Regions from separate parts of the Mus musculus genome. Here region 2 is linked to region 1. The links are chromatin contacts, called in public HiChIP or PLAC-seq maps. All regions are on one chromosome and are shown on one strand. The core of a region is the stretch at or near the end of the contact, and the rest is flanking DNA. Distances in the headings are between cores, read along the strand shown.

Region 1 (5,010 bases), core at 1,638-4,137:
TCTCTGAGCTCTGTGGGGAGGATCTGGTGCTAAGAACACCAAATGGCTATTTCTCCAGAGATGGTGGGATTCTCGAGTAACTGTTCAGTCACTGTCAGAGATAGAGTGAGTCTGAGGTCTACCATCCCAGCTTCCTAGGAGAATACCTTCTGAGACAAGCATTTGCTGGATATCACCAGCTGTCAGTCATTGCCACTGGCTTCACTCTACACTGCCTTCAAAGTAGTCTTCCTAAAGCCAGAATTCAGCAGGTCACCCACACCACCCCCATTGCCCAAGTAGGGGCTCTTCTCTTATAGCTTCTTTCTGCGGATCCTTCTGTAAGAAAGAGCCTTCTGCCATTCCAGAATCATTAAAACAAAAATATTTTGTAGACTTTTACACTGAGATCCATTGAAGACTGGGAATGTTCAAGACTCTCAACCTTCTTAATTCTCAATCTTCTTAATTTGTGTTGTTCACAAATCTTCAATGGAGCTGGGCACATTGGGCTTCTACCAATGGTTCTGCCACTAAGTGTTGTGTGACAAATCACTTAGCCTTCCCTGGTTTATGAGTCTTTATCAGTACTGCCTGAGGGCAAGAATCCCTGTATCATTTTGTCAAGACAGAGCCAAGAGTTAGAAACACTAAAAGTGTTATAACTACCCATGAGTGTTTAGTTTCCTGCAGTTTGGTTCTGTTTATAGCTATGAAATTAGGAGTTCCTGGGTGTGTGTGACCTAGGGCAACGTTTAATATGATGATCATTGGCATGTTTATTACCCCTGTTTACCTGTCATTGGAAAATGGCATTCTACATAACACAGTTTTTTTTGTGTCATAAGACTAACGAACATTGGTTTTTACTCACTAAGGATCTCAGGTGACTATTCCAGAAGATCTTATTGATCAGCTTAGCTTGGCAACTCATGAGAATCCTACAGCTGAATCCATCCCTCTACAGAAATGACACCACTGTTGATACAAGTCTTTTGAGTACAGCACCACCACCACAACTACCCGAATGGGTTTGGGATACAGAAAACTTTTGATGCATCCCAAACCAACCATGCAATAACTTGTACAAATGTTCTTGGAAGAAATTCCAAACTCTTTAGCATGGCCCTGTGGGCTGAGAAGTCTGACCACTGACTTCTTTCTTAGCCTCATCTGGCATCATGCCCAGCTTCCCTTCCTCCCTGTGCTCAGCCACATCAGCCCTCTGACCTTCCTTGAAAACTACAGATCCTTTGGATTGACTTTCCATTGAATTGTCTTTCCTCTCTTGACACTGCTCTTCCCACTGATTCCTATCTGTCCTTCCAATTTCAACTCAAGCGTCATTTCCACAGAACAGTCTGTATGGCTCTAGCTACACACACACACACCTCCCTGTCTGACCTGGATCCTTGGTGCCCTCTCTTGCCATCAATTCATACGATTGTTTGATTCATGTCTCTTTCACTAGTACTCAGCTAGTCTCAGCAGAGTGGGCCTGCCTGGTCTTGCTCACCACTGTTTATACAATAGCCAGCCCAGCATCTCCTGCATGGCAAGTGTCCAGTGATGCGTGAATGAACGGATGAGTGGATGAGTAAATGAGTGGATCTCCCTGCCATGGTTTTTCTTGTTTCACGTATGCTGCTAAGCTTTTCAGGGGGGTTGTAAAACTAGCGTGCAGAGTAGAAAACACATCTGGCCCAGAGCTGTTCTTAGTACTTCTTCCAGGTAAATACAACAAGGTCTTCGCTCTTCATCCTTCTTAAGAACATTTGAGTGCCTTTGAAACAGCACAATACTAAATGTTTAATAAATCCAATTTTAGGTTTGACTTCTTTTTGGAGAGAAAAGTAATGTCTCCTTCTTTCTACCACTGAAAAAAATGCATTTCCAGATGGACTTATACCACTGAGCATTCTGCTTTTGCTTCTCCTATTAAAGGCATTTCCCACCACTTAATGTTTCACTTCACTTATCCCAATTTCAAGAACAGTATGTAAGTGCATATAATAAGAAGCAGCAAAAGACTGTATGTAATTACTTACACTGCACATGACCCTCTTTAAACTTCTCATGTAGAGTCTGATAAATGTCACCCACGAAAAAGAGTCAAAGATTCCAGAATGTTTAAGGTCTAGAGGGACTAGTGAATGCTGTCAGTCATTTTCTCCCCCTTTTTACATTTGGGGTGATCTTCATATCTAGTGTCTAAAAGCCTTATAAGATAAGCCAGGATTGGTATGGCTCTGTCTTGAAAAACAAAACAATCAAAAATAAAAAGCAACAAAACAAAACAAAAACCACCAACCCTATGGCAGACTGTACATTTAAGACTTAGGACCAACCAGGTAAGAGTAAAGTCAAAATTTTCCTTTTGGAAGTCATCCACTTTTTTCTCTACTATAGAAGGATTTCCAGGGCTATTCAATTTCTATTCTTTTGACACAAATAATCTTGCCTTTCATCTTTCTCTAAAAAGAGTGAGCTACTCTCCTACTTTATACACTGTCAGGTAACTTTGAACAAGTAATTTAAAATTTTAATGGTCTGTTGAAATGTACTTTTTCATGTTAAAACACAGTATCAAAAGAAGCACTGACATCCACGCTGACCGGGCATGACGCCCTGAGCCGTGAGCTTCAGTGCCTCTGAAACTGTCTGTGCTTGTTAAAAACAAAATAAAATAAAATAAAATAAAATAAAATAAAATCATTTTCCATTTTTACTTAATTTTTCTACTTCAGATTTTTCTTAATGTTCTCTTGAAGTAGAACTCAATAAGAGCTATGGATGGCCACTCACCTGTTAAAAGTCTGATTAGGAAGCAGAAGACAAAGACACGGCAGAAGTACGGCTTCATGTCTGCCAGGAGCAGTTGCAGTCTTCTCCTCCAGTGCTCAAAAGTGTCAGTGAAGTCGTGATCTCAGTTGTTTTCAGTTTTCTGGAGAGGAAGTGGGTTTGTGGAGGTTGATGTGGTGTCACATTTATCATCCACTTCTACTTGGAGAGCTATCACAGCGCCTCCTGCATGGCAAGTACCCGGTGATGTATGAATGGATAGATGCGTAAATGAATGACTAGATGGATGAATGTGTGAATGAATACATGGATGTGTGAATAAATGGATGGATGGATGGATGGATGGATGAATGGATGAATGGATAGATGGATGCATGCATGTATGAATGAGTGAATGGATGGATGTGAGAATGGAAGGATGAATGGATGCATGTATGTATGTATGTATGTATGTATGGATGGATGGATGGATGGATGGATGGATTTCATTTTCAAAGCTATTTATGTGTCATTTGTGCTTCTAGGGACTTCATGGACCATTCATATCACTGCTGGGTGGAAAGCATTACCGTTTGTAGGGTGGATGCTTAATTCACAGATTTTTGTTGATCATGAAGGCAGGAAGAAAATGTGACCCTCTTTCTGGTTAGAAACACAAAGCCCATCATTTTCAGAAGCAATTCATTCAGATCTCTATATCAATAGCTACTGGGGACTGCAGGATCCAACACAAATTATGAATAAGGCATATTTTGACACATTTGTCAGGGCTATTTACTCCAGAGATGTAAGGCCTTTGAAATAGGACAGAAAATAAATGAAAGTTTTTAAGAAAATGACATTTTAAAACATCTGAAAGAGGAATATTCCTGGAATATGAGAAATAATATTTATATGGTGTTCATTGTAGATTATGATTTTATAAATGATAGGGTCAGGTTTAAAGTGACTTAACCCCTTTTCTCTAAGTTACAGTCATCTGTAGAAACTCGAGAGTCTGTCTGCATGTATGGTGCAAATGAAGCAAGAAAGCTAAGATGCCTGATAAAAATCTCTGTCTCTGCAGAAAGAGAAAAAAGACAGTAGCAATGGCAATAATGCAAATAATTTATTTACAGCCACCTAAATTTTATATGAAATATATCTTAATTAATTATATATAATATTATATATAATATAATATAATATAATATAATATAATATATATGTGGTATATATATTATATATATATATATATATATATATATATATATATATATATATATGATATATATAATTTAAAGGTAAAGAGGATGAGAAATGGCTCAGTGGGTAAAAGCACTTGCTGTCAAACATAAGGACCTGAGTTCAAATCCTTAACAACCTTGCAAAACCTGGGTGTGGTTGTGCATGCCTGTAACCACAGAACACCACAGGAGGGCAGACAGGAGGATCCTCAGAGCTCACTTGTCAGTCAGCCTAAGCAAAATGGTGAGTGTCAGGTTCCATGAGAGACCCTGTCTCAAGGAACAGCAGGAAGAATGATAGAGGAAGGTGCCCAGTGTCCTCTTCTGGCCTCTCAATGACTGCTCATAGACTACACACAACACATGGATACTACACACCATACCACACACACACACACACACACACACACACTTCAATGTAGAATAACAAATGGCTTACTTTGTATAGAGAATACCAAATACTATGAATATAGTTAATAGTATGCTTAAATTGTTTTAATGGACTTTTTGTGTGCATACATATTCATATTATTCTATGCATATTGTTATTTACTTTATGAATCGTGGGCCACTATTTTCCTCATCTCAGAAATAGGGAAAAATGAGGCAAAGAAAAGTAAAAGGCCTGGCCTCGCCCAAGCCCTATAGGAAGTGGCTGTGCTGGCATTTGAAGAGTCTAGTTCTCAAGTGCCCACTCTTAACTAACCAGAAAGAGTCATTCATGCCAAGGCCTGCCACTAAGATGTAGCTGAGGTCTCCTGTGACTGCCTCAGTTCTAGCCTGTCCTCAATGAGGCATGTGTAAGTGACTTACACTTTTTAGTGTGGGTCCCTTCCCCTTACTATGTACAGAGAGCTAGCTCCTACGTCACGAGTATAGTGCTCTCGTGAACACCAAGGGGCCCCAATTCTAGAGCTCAGAAACATTTCATGAGGAAGGTTGGAGGTCACATGCAGATGATGAGAACCTGAAATATTTCTAATACATTCACTCATTCTTCAAG
Region 2 (5,010 bases), core at 645-3,144, 73 kb before region 1:
AATATCTAGGATATTGGTTAGGATCTATAATATGTATCACATTGATTAAAATCTATAATATCTAGTATATTGGTTAGGATCTATGATATCTAGCATATTGTTAGGATCTATGATATCTTGCATATTGGTTACAGTCTCCTTACTTCAGTTTCCTTCAACAAAATAAAGATAAACTTGCATATAAATAGTTTCTATTTTTCACTTGCACCGAATCAAAGACACGTGGGGTTTTTGTAGGCTGAAGTCATAAGAAAGAGCTAATGTAAGATGTGCAGGTACTTCTTTTACCACCAAGCCAACCTCCTTCCCCATCAGCAATATGCTCAGTGCCAGGGTTTGGAGCAATATAAATGCTGGCAAGAAGGTTGGCAGAAAGAAGCCCTTATATATTGCTGATGGGAATGACAGCATTTATAGACACTGTGGAAATCAGCGCCAGTTTCCTCCAAACACTAAAAGTAGAACTACTATATGCTCCAGCCATACTACTACTGGATATGTGTGTGTGTGTGTGTGTGTGTGTGTGTGTATGGAATCTAAATCAACATACCACAAGCATAACTACACACCCATATTTATTGCAGGGCTAGTCACAATACCAAGTAATGGATTCAGTATAGGTATCATTAACAGCTCCATGAATCAAAAACTATTATCTGTAGGGATACATTATATGTACTTGTACACACAGTGGAGCTTTATTCATTTAGTCACTGGCAGGGGAAATGAATGGAATTAGACATCTCAATGCTATGTCAAAGAAGCCAGATTCATAATGACATTACATGTCTTTTGTTATATGTGGGGGGTGGTAGTGGAGGTGGTGGTGGTGTGTGTGTATGGGGGACTGTTTGGTGAGGACAAAGGAACTAAAGAGAGATAAAAGGGATAACATCTCATGTTTTCTTCTGTATTTAGAATCCAGATAGATGATAGATAGATAGATAGATAGATAGATAGATAGATAGATAGATAGAATGTATACACACTTGTATATGCTTGTACACACACAGTTACATATGGCACTGACAAGAAACAGAAGGGATAAGACTTTTGGGGAAAATAAGACAGGCAGGAAGGAAGAGGGTAAACAAAGGAGAACAGTGTGCAGGTGAAATAAAGAGGTAGAGTAATATATGTATATAAAAATGTTTTCCTGAAACCTACCATATTATATGCTCACTCAAAATACTGGTAAATAAATAACTCTATTTACCAGTTTTTACTCTATGTTTTTTGCATATAGCATCTTCTAGTGCCTATAACCTCTAAGCATGGTATTATCTTTATTTTAAGTTAAACACCTGTGCTGGTAACTTCTGATTTGGTAGAATCTAAAGTCATCTTGGGAGGGAAAGGCCAATACTTGATTGTCTGGTCAGGATGGCCTGTGAGAGGCTCCCTTAGTTGGGTTGAAGTAGGAGACTCTGTCTGAATGTGGGCAGCAACATTTCTTGAGCTGGACCTTGGGCTGCAAGAAAAGGAGAAAGATATTTGAGCATTAACATGCACCCATTAATTCTTGCTCTCTGCTCTTTGCTATGGCTATACCCCAAGTTCCTGCTGCCTTGACATAAATCTTATCTGTAACATGGAACTGTGGGCCAAATAAACCCTTTTTCCTTGAAGTTCCTTTTGGTTGGGGTATTTTATTACAGCAGCAGTAAAAGAAACTAAGGCAGAAGTTGAACATGATAACCACACAGAAAATACCAGCTCGTGCCCTTATTCTAGATGCCTGACATTTAAGTAGAGAGAACAGTTTCAACAACTGAGAAGTAACCTGGGCTGTTTCTCAGCAAAACCTTGGTTTTGAATGTTCTGAAGTATGAAACTAAATCCTACCCTCTGAGAGGGAATGAGTCATGCAGCTAGCGAAGAAGACTGGCATCTTCCTCCCAGCCCTATGTGGTTGGCCTCCGCTTAGGCACTGGCACACTCATGGTTTGACTAACACCTTGCTTCTTCGTGTAAATAGCACTAGAACAGAGAAGCCAGTGCAGCACCAGTGGCAGCCATAAAAAAAAACAAAAAACAAAAAACAAAAAAAAAAAAAAAACACTTGAAATCCTAATAAGGATATGAAATAAAGTTTCCTAGTGAGAAAAATTGACACTGTGGCTGTGGTTCTGAGCCATGGTGTGAGCGTGTGTGTCATAGGTGACCTGGCAAGGAAACAATGGGTTCTAGAGCACATCAAACATGATCCTTCCAAACAGCCCTCGCTATCTCATTGACAAATGTTAGAGACTTGCTATGCTGTGTGATCCACAGGCAAAACCCAAAGGCAACAAAGTGAGGAACTGAGATGGATTAGGACCTGCGGGATTCTGAAGACTTGGACGCGCTATGTTTATTTGCTTTAGAAGAGATCCAGAAGAGAAGCAGCTTCCATTTACCTCATTTATACACTTGTCCTCTGCTCCCCCGATGCCACGAGACATTTTACAGTCAAAGGCACAGAATTAACACAAGGATACAGCCTGTGAACTCATGGGAAACGGATGGAGAAATGGAGACGTGTCACAGCTGCAATGCCTATGAACCTCAATGGTAACCAACATGTCATGATAGTCCTAAGAGTGCAATAGTGAAACATGTCTTTGTGGTAACCAACAGCTTCCTAATTGGACTGAAGGCAGAGTCAACACAAAGAAAATTATATCTAGTACTAGAAACCTAACAAACTTTCTGGGGTTAGTGAGGTCATGGATCTTAGAGAACAACTTTTCACCATTTTAATAAACCAACATAGTTCCTCACTAGATTCTAAGTCCCTCAGACAAATTTAGCTCCCACCTCCTCATCATAGAAACTTCTTTGCAACAGGAGACCATTACAAAAAATTATAACCAGTCAAATGCAGAAAACAAGTAATCATGGGGTGCCCAGGCCCAATGAGTACATCCACAACAAGAACCCCACACCAGAGTCTCAGGGAACATGACAGAGACGAGGGAGCAATAGGACTGTGAGAGTCAGGAAAGCTTCTGTGAGATTGTGTCTCCTAGATATGACAGGGAAACTTCAACCATGGTACCCTATCAATATGTCTGCCTAAACAAGACCTGAAGAAGTACAACACCAACAGACATGCTAACATGGAAGAAGAAATGCTAATCTTAAAGAGCCTTGCCCTTAAACAAAGAACAACAGGCAACTAAGGCATAGGGATGGGTAGAGAAACGACCCTTCCCAGGGATGAGCCGCCTCATTGGTCATCCAAAAGCAAATGGGCAGCAAACCAGATACATACAAATAAAACTAAGCAAGTAACACCAAGTGAGCTGAACAGATTATATTTTAGACTTGTGTGTGTGTGTGTGTGAAATGCCAATTTTAAAGAACAAAGGCCATGATTTCAAAAGGAAGCATGATGGGAAGACAAATGGGAGGGAAAGGATGGAGAAAAGGGAAGGGGAAAATGATATAGCTGTATTTTAATTTTTTAAAAAAGGGGCATGAAGTTGGGGATGTGTATATAGAAGGAGTTAAGGGGAGGAAGAAGTATATTTTTTAAAAATTAAAAGAAGAAGAAAGGGGTTGGGTTGAAAGGGAGTAATAATTACAGTTGAACATTTTGGCTTCCAGTCTAGAGATGCCACCTTGAACCACAGTCGATGCTCAGAACATGCTCACTGAAGCAGAGAAAGAGGACACTACTGAGCCTGACCCTTCCATGAGGCCCTATAGATGCCTTCCTACTCTGTCTGTTCACCACTGCCTTCATGGCCTGATAATTTCTCCTTAATCATCCTTAGTAGTACCCACAGAGAAGCAGCGACCAAAGAAGACTGAGATCCACAGCACTGTCTCATATATATATATGTGTGTGTGTGTGTGTGTGTGTGTGTGTGTGTGTGTGTGTATACACAAGTATAACAGAGCATCCCGGCATCCCTTGCCTAAGCTGTCAACTACTAATCCTGAGTTCTTGCTACAGTCACAGTTTCTCTTTTCCTGCCTACTTTGATATGAATCCCTTTGTCTCTAAGCCATTCTCAAACTGTCCCAATTTTGAGAGTGCCATCTGTTTTCCCTCAGGATACTGATACAGCCATCACACCCCTTAGTTAGTCGTTGTCAAGGTTATTTCCTCACATCTGCCTCTTGTATGCCATTTTTTCTTCTTCATTGCTAAGGATTATGTCCAGGGCCTTGCACATGCTGGCCAAGTAAGTGAACCACATTTGAGCTATACCTCTGGATCATGGCCTTATGAAACTTGCTATGTATTCTAAGCTCCTTCCTCAACTTCTATATGCTAGGATCACACAATGCTCCTGCCTCAGTTTCCATGTGCTAGGATTACAGATCTGATTGCATACCACCACACCCAGATTTCATATAAGATTTCTTTCATATTTTTCTAAATGTTCTATGGAAGAAAAATTCAATGACATCATCATTCTCCAGAAAACAGACGGTGCAGATGTGGCAAAGCCCTCTTACTAGGAGACTCGAAAATCTGAAAGCAGAGTCTAAGACAGAGGCCTCCTTACAGATGGTTTGTTTCTGAATACAACACTGGGGAGCCAGAGTCCAGGGGAGGGAAGATGGAAAGGGGGTGGCACAAAGTGAACACATGCAGGAGCTATTGTGGTGGCTGAGGCAACAGGATGTAGCTCCATAAACAACTTCTGAGGTCCTTACAAACACGACTCCGACCCTCTGTCTAGGACATCAAGAAGAAAAGCATTTACCTGTCTGCAGTGGTTAAGAATGGCCCCAAGCAGCCATTGCATCTCTAGTTAAACATTCAAGAATGCCAGACCTGGACATGCGCTTTCTATGTGACGTTAGAGAAACTTCAAGCCAAAAAGTGTTATGAGCATGCTGTCTGAAGGTTACCAAAGCATCCTCAGCACAAGGCTGACTTAAATGGAATCTGATTAAGCAATCATCATGTTCCCTGCCCAAGGAAGAATGGGTCCACCTGTGTACAGAGTTAAGCTCATTGGAGAACGTTCTCTCTTAGTGTAGTATTTGCAGAGGAGTTGCCACCAGCAG

Evidence for each region. HiChIP or PLAC-seq counts read pairs in DNA pulled down with a chosen protein or histone mark.
Region 2: a contact with region 1 is called in a BATF HiChIP or PLAC-seq map of CD8 T cells, with 81 read pairs. The contact joins the enhancer-like site here to the promoter of Icos in region 1. A contact is called at or near these places in 2 of 39 promoter capture datasets (the 3T3-L1 cell line and hippocampal neurons), 1 of 15 datasets of contacts at CTCF or cohesin (CD8 T cells), 26 of 484 Hi-C or Micro-C datasets (CD4 T cells, CD8 T cells, CD8 central memory T cells and 13 more), 6 of 115 datasets of contacts at active chromatin or transcription factors (CD8 T cells, Th17 cells, effector CD8 T cells and 1 more) and 1 of 9 other capture datasets (adipose tissue).

The regions. Positions count from the first base shown.
Region 1 is chr1:60,975,791-60,980,800 of GRCm38.p6, reverse strand. It overlaps Icos (inducible T cell co-stimulator), which reads right to left and starts at 2,887. Exons shown (of 5, transcript NM_017480.2): 1 at 2,785-2,887. The coding sequence starts at 2,842.
Region 2 is chr1:61,047,420-61,052,429 of GRCm38.p6, reverse strand. No RefSeq gene overlaps it. Among named protein-coding and RNA genes, the nearest start is that of Icos, 72 kb to the right of the region's middle. Within about 2 kb of position 1,894, at least 21 of the 459 cell types and tissues checked have an H3K27ac peak or open chromatin away from gene starts, as enhancers often do. A contact at or near this core is called in CD8 T cells, CD8 central memory T cells, the MNK3 cell line and 7 more, where this site is marked.